Linked DNA regions of Mus musculus: region 1 is linked to region 2. Evidence: chromatin contacts called from public Hi-C data. All regions are on one chromosome and are shown on one strand. The core of a region is the stretch at or near the end of the contact, and the rest is flanking DNA. Distances in the headings are between cores, read along the strand shown.

The links. Hi-C and Micro-C count contacts between places; a contact is called where the count stands out from the background.
Region 1: a Hi-C map of cerebral cortex shows a contact between it and region 2, with 1.7 times the contacts expected there. The contact joins two enhancer-like sites. A contact is called at or near these places in 1 of 15 datasets of contacts at CTCF or cohesin (embryonic stem cells), 3 of 484 Hi-C or Micro-C datasets (bone marrow-derived macrophages, cerebral cortex and cortical neurons), 5 of 115 datasets of contacts at active chromatin or transcription factors (embryonic stem cells, large pre-B cells and stem cell-derived neural progenitor cells) and 5 of 9 other capture datasets (adipose tissue, embryonic stem cells, liver and 2 more).

What each region holds. Positions count from the first base shown.
Region 1 is chr1:37,075,906-37,078,773 of GRCm38.p6, forward strand. All of the region lies in intron 7 of Vwa3b (von Willebrand factor A domain containing 3B), which reads left to right. Among named protein-coding and RNA genes, the nearest start is that of Gm39626, 31 kb to the left of the region's middle. Within about 2 kb of position 1,591, at least 35 of the 459 cell types and tissues checked have an H3K27ac peak or open chromatin away from gene starts, as enhancers often do. A contact at or near this core is called in cerebral cortex, cortical neurons and pancreatic islet, where this site is marked.
Region 2 is chr1:36,784,045-36,786,744 of GRCm38.p6, forward strand. No RefSeq gene overlaps it. Among named protein-coding and RNA genes, the nearest start is that of Zap70, 24 kb to the left of the region's middle. Within about 2 kb of position 1,322, at least 50 of the 459 cell types and tissues checked have an H3K27ac peak or open chromatin away from gene starts, as enhancers often do. A contact at or near this core is called in cerebral cortex, cortical neurons and pancreatic islet, where this site is marked.

The sequences.
Region 1 (2,868 bases), core at 341-2,840, 290 kb after region 2:
AGAACCAACCAAGGCGAAGTACCTGGACATGCTTACTGCGCATGTTCTATCTGCTAACGTCTCATTGGCCAGAGCTAATCACATGACCATGCCCAGTCCTAATGAAGGGTGAGGACTCTTCCACCCGCAGAAAGCTGAGGAGGGGCGTGGGTATGGGATGTGAACAGTAATGCAAGGGGTCACAGCCTTTCATTCTTGTGTGATTCTGGGTTTGGTCCCAGGAAACAGTGTTTGATGGAAAATGAATCACTTCGGTATCAGATCTGGCATCAAATCCTAGTTTTGCCACAAATTATGATATGATAGCATATTACCAAGACTTTATGCTTTTTCATTTATAGAATGGGAATAATACCATCTGCTTATATGAGTATTGAGGGCTTCAGTCCACATGACACACAGAGAAATATTCAGGACAAACCAGCTTTCGATGAATATCAACTGCCCTTTTTCTTTTTTAGAATTCCAGATGCATTTCCTGAAGACACTGGCTCTAGATGGTGAAATAATCTGGAAGAACATGGCAGCCTCTATCATAATGACCAATTTAAAGAGTCACTACATAGTCAGGGCTGGGAATTAGAATTGGGAACAGAGAACTGGATGTGGAAGGATCAAGTGTCCTGGTGGGAGACAAGTCCCGTTGTTGGGAGCATCCTAGGGCAACCATGGAGGGTGTTAATCCCTGCTGTGGCAAAAGGAGCCCATGTCCCTCTTCTCCTGGAAGTGGGATTTTTACTTAGTGTTGAGTCGGGTAGTGCACTGGGCCCTCTGTGTGAGTAATTTCTTCCTTTGTAAGCTCAGCCAGAGCTCAAAACGCTGCTCATATGTTTGTAAAGTTGGACATGCTAGCGTTCACTTCTTGGAAGGCCCCCGTAGAGCTGGCGGTGAGGTCTGTACTTGTTTAGAAGCTGCAGCTGCTGGTATGGCCAGGGATACCATCTTTATGGCTACCCATTGGGTTCTCAAAGCTGGTGGGTCCAAGGTAGAGGTTTGGGAACTCTTCGGGAAGACTTATCATATTAGTGTCTGAAGCAAGCTCTATTTCTGTTTTAGCTTCTATTCTTGCTTTATCATTAAAAAAAAAATCTGAAATAATGACTATAGATGTATAAAGTTAGATCAGAGTAAAAGTTGGCGTCTGTCATCATCCATCATGAAAATGTAATAATTTTGACATTGAAGCTGCTTAGTTCAGGCACGGAACTGGTCGTCAGAGCTGACAGCGTAATGCTTCAGGTGGTTTGAGATCCCAGGCTCTTCAGGTTTGTAAATTCAAGCAGCCAGGGCTAGCCTGATCACGTGGGCTGCAAGCCATGCTCAGTGCTGCGTGATCCCGCTTCATCAAGCCAGAGCATCTCACTGGACCAAACCACTGCAGCTTGCGTTTAAAACTTTCATCTGATATGATACATACCACCCAAAGTCCCAACGGCTTAGAGCCTCTCCTTGTCCAATGGAGTGAAAAGGGGCAACAAGGCTTGTCTTTTATTTCTGGGCTCCTCTCATTAGGCAGCTGTCAGCAATCAGCCCTGAAGTAGCTCTTCCCGCTGAGCCTGTTCTGTGCGCTGACACACTCAACATAGCTGAGTCATCTTAGTTACCGGTCCAGTTTACAGAGGAGGAGAAAAAACGATAGATAGGTTCTGCTGTGACCATCACTAGACCTTGCTTGCCAGATAGACGGAAGAGATTATGTAAGGAGCACATTAAGAGGAAAGGGCCATAGCACAAGGCTGTAGTAAAAGGCCACGACGCTTTGCAGGGTACATTTTGTTTGTATCTGGTACTTTGAGTGAATTGGAACTTAAAAAAAAAAATCTGCTCTGGGGCCAGGAAGACCACTCAGCAGGTGGAGGTGCTTGCTGCCAAGTCTGAGGGCCTGGGTTCAAGTCCTAGGACATACGTGGTGGAAGTTGCCCTCTGACCTTCATGCACATATGTATGCTTACACGCACATATAATAAACAAAATGCAAAAGCCTTTTTAAAAAGAAGCACAAGAGCTGTAAAAAAAAAACTGGTAGTCTATTTTTGAAATTTTCTTTTTTTGTTTGTTTTGGCAGAGGGGGAGAAAGCGTGAGCTAAGACTACGGGTTTTAAAACTACATTTTATTTACTTGAACATCATCAGGTTGCTATGTTTAAAGGAGCAGTCCTGCTCTTGGCAGACACACGTGATCTTTAATTAGACTCTGAGTCTCGTGGCCCATCACTCAGGCCTGGCACCATGCCTCTCTGTTTCCATTCTCCAGTTTAATTTAGAAGTGCCGGGTGGTGCCTTTCGGTAGCTGTTTCTGTCGGCAGCAAGAGGCTCTCTCAGAATTACCTTTTCTCTGCCTGAAATTGAGCTTAATTCAGTGAATGTGGCCGAACAGTCCTTCTGAGCTGTTGCCACGTGATGGTTTAACAGGCGGAGGTCTGTATGACCTCCCCTCCCCCCCAGACTCCACCCCTCTTGCCTGATTGGCACCTTGAATTTCTTGTCATCGCTTAAGGCGGGCCCCTGGTTAGTAAGGATTTATTAAGCATCTGCTGTAGGATTTAAAATCTCACTGGGGTGAAGCTGAAGAAATCAAAAGAAATGGACAACAAGACTCTGAACCCAGGGGCACCAGACTCTCCGAGCGTCCATGTCTGCTTCTGCTCTGATTTATGTTGCTCCTTTCTCCATTCCCCCAAGAGTCAAAGTAACATAAGAACTCCCCACCCCTACCTCCCTCTCATCCACCGTTAGTTCACACCTTTGAAGATCTCATGGACGCTCAGGCTTTGCACCCTCACAAAGAGTGAGCCCCTATGGTTAGGGACACCCCACCCCTACTCCCGTATTCCTGTCTCCATCTTAGGCTCCAGCCCTGGACTCCTT
Region 2 (2,700 bases), core at 72-2,571:
TTTTGTGTTGAAGATTTACTGACGGGGCTGAGATGAGGAGGTTATAAGTTGCAGGCGAGCCTGGGTTCCATAATGAGATCCTATATCAACAGCACACACTCCAAACAGGCAAAAAACAAACAAAACAAAACAAAAAAAAACTCAAAAAACCAGAACAAAACCAAGCGAAAACCCCTTAGCAGTGCCTTGAGAATAGGGAGATATGCGTTTTTCATTAGAAGGTGACGTTACTACTGCATATGTAAGCTGTATTACTAATTCATAGACAATATTAAAACTTAAACAGTCTTTAATCTCTTTAAAACTAATAAGTTGATCAAGAAAGAAATTTCCTCAGTGGTAGGATTTTGTGGCTGCTGGAAATGGTTTCTTTTGCAAATATTTCAGTTGCATTAAAATTCACTTGTTATTGGATAATTATATATTTTAATTAATTAATTAGTTTAATGCATGTGAGTACACTGTCGCTGTCTTCAGACCAGAAGTGGCATCAGAGCCCATTACAGACAGTTGTGAGCCACCATGTGGTTGCTGGGAATTGAACTCAGGACCTCTGGAAGAGCAGTCAGTGCTCTTACCCGCTGAGCCATCTCTCCAGCCCAATGACACATATTATTGCACAAACGTTTAAGAAAATAAATACGTTTTTGTTTTTATTTATTTTATCGTCTGCATCACTAATTGGTTTGGTATTAAAACATCCACGTGGGTATCTAGTACACTGGGAAAGGCTTGGCAATGACGGAATCCTCTGAAGAGGTTGTAGTTCTAAAACAATGCCACAAGGTGGCGCCACAGTAAAAGCAAAGGTGGGCTCAGTTCCTGGCACAGGGCGCTCACCTGTCCTTATTCTGGCAGCTTCTGGCTAGGGAACAGAATCCAGACTCGCCTCTGATCTTCAGCCGTCAGTTCCGCCGCCTGCAGAGGGTTCACTCCAGGCCGGTTTGCAGGATGCTTCTTGCCAGCCTCTGGGACCCGGGCTCCGCACCCTCTCGCAGAATACATCCAGGCTCTTGCGCCTTTGTATTTTAGCGTAGCCCTCTGCTTTAGTGTGGCACGCTTTTTTGCTGTTTATAGATTTAGCCCCAGTTGCCCCGGGGGCAGGTTGTTTAGCCCTCCCGTGCCTCAGTTTCTCTATGGGCGCGTCGACTGAAAAGGGAAAGTAAATGTAGAAAAACCAGTGGGAAGATCTCAAAGGTACCGGGAACTACAAGGACGCTTAAAGCCCTGACGCTTGAACCTGGCTTTAGAGAGAAACCCTCCCATTTTCTCTGCCACCAGCAGCCAGGAGGAGGGGGAGGGGCAGCAGCAGCCTAGGAAAAGCGCAGAAGAATGGTTCAGAGTAAGGACTGAGCCCACCGCCGCCCCACGAGGCTGTACGGAGGGACATCTTTCTTTGTTCCTTTCCAGTATCATCTGCTCCTGCAGCCCCGTCCCTCGGTCTCACAGACTTCTCTTAACCACAGGTTCTGCTTTGCCTGTGGATGTCGCCCCTGATCCAGCAAGACCACGACATTCTGTAGCTGATGGCTCCTGCCTTGTACTCGCAGCCTTTACATGTCCGGAGAAGAAACGACTGCGTGACTCAGTCACCATTCAGTTTCGTGGCTTTATTTTTGCACCTGTAAATGTTTTGCCTGCACGTACGTCGGTGCATCCCATGCGTGCTTGTGACTATAGAGGTCAGAAGAGGGTGTCAGGTCCCCTGGAGCTAGGGGTATGGATGGTCGTTGGCCACCTTTCAAGTGCTGGGAACAGAACTTACTCCGCCTGCTCCCCAGCCCCCTCCCCCGCCCCCGTTTTCGTTTATTTGTTTTTGAGCCGGGGTCTCCTGAAGTCCGGGATAGCCTAAAAGTCTGTGTAGCTAGAGGCGACCTTGAACTTCTGTTCCTCTTGGCCTCCACTTCCTGTGGTGGGATTACAGGCAGGGGCCAGCATTCTTAGTTTTATGGGGTGCAGGGGAATGAACCCCAAGTTTTGCACGTACTAGGTAAGCTCTCCCCCAGCTTGCTCAGTTTCTGGCTCAAGCTGGCCTTCAACTCATGCGCTGTCTGCCTCAGCCTCCCGAGTGGGTCCCCAGTCTGCACTGCCCATTAGGCTCACTGTTGGGATCCCACAGCCTATAGGGATGGGACAGGGCCTCAGACCAAGTGGGTTTGGAGGTGGCATGGCTTTAGGGACAGCTATTTTGGACTTGGGCTCTGGGGGAAACTGGGGACTTATGTCTGTAGCACCTGTTAAGCTGAGAGTCTGAACTGGGTGGAGCCAGCTGATGAATAGATACGGTGGGCGATCTGCAGGCCCCACGGCTCAGGACTCTGGTGGCTGATTTGTGGGGGGTGTAGGGCTGGGTGGTGACATGTCTCACCATGTGAGCTTCTGGCATCTCCTCCTCCACTGGGTCTCCACAAGCACACACACATGAACATGCATATACCACACATGTACCACACACATGAGAAACGCGTCTATTTTTGATGTTGTATATGCATGTCAGTGTGGATTTGCGCACTTGAATGCAGTGCCCAGGGAGGCCAGACGAGGGCGCTAGAGCCCCTGGAGCTGAAGTTAAAGGTGGTTGTGAGCCACCAGATATGGGTGTCAGGAATTGAACTCCAGTTCTCTGCAAGAACATGCTGCTAACTGCTGAGCAGGCTCTTTAGCTTCTCAGAAGCACAGAGAGCAGGGCGAGGAGACGGT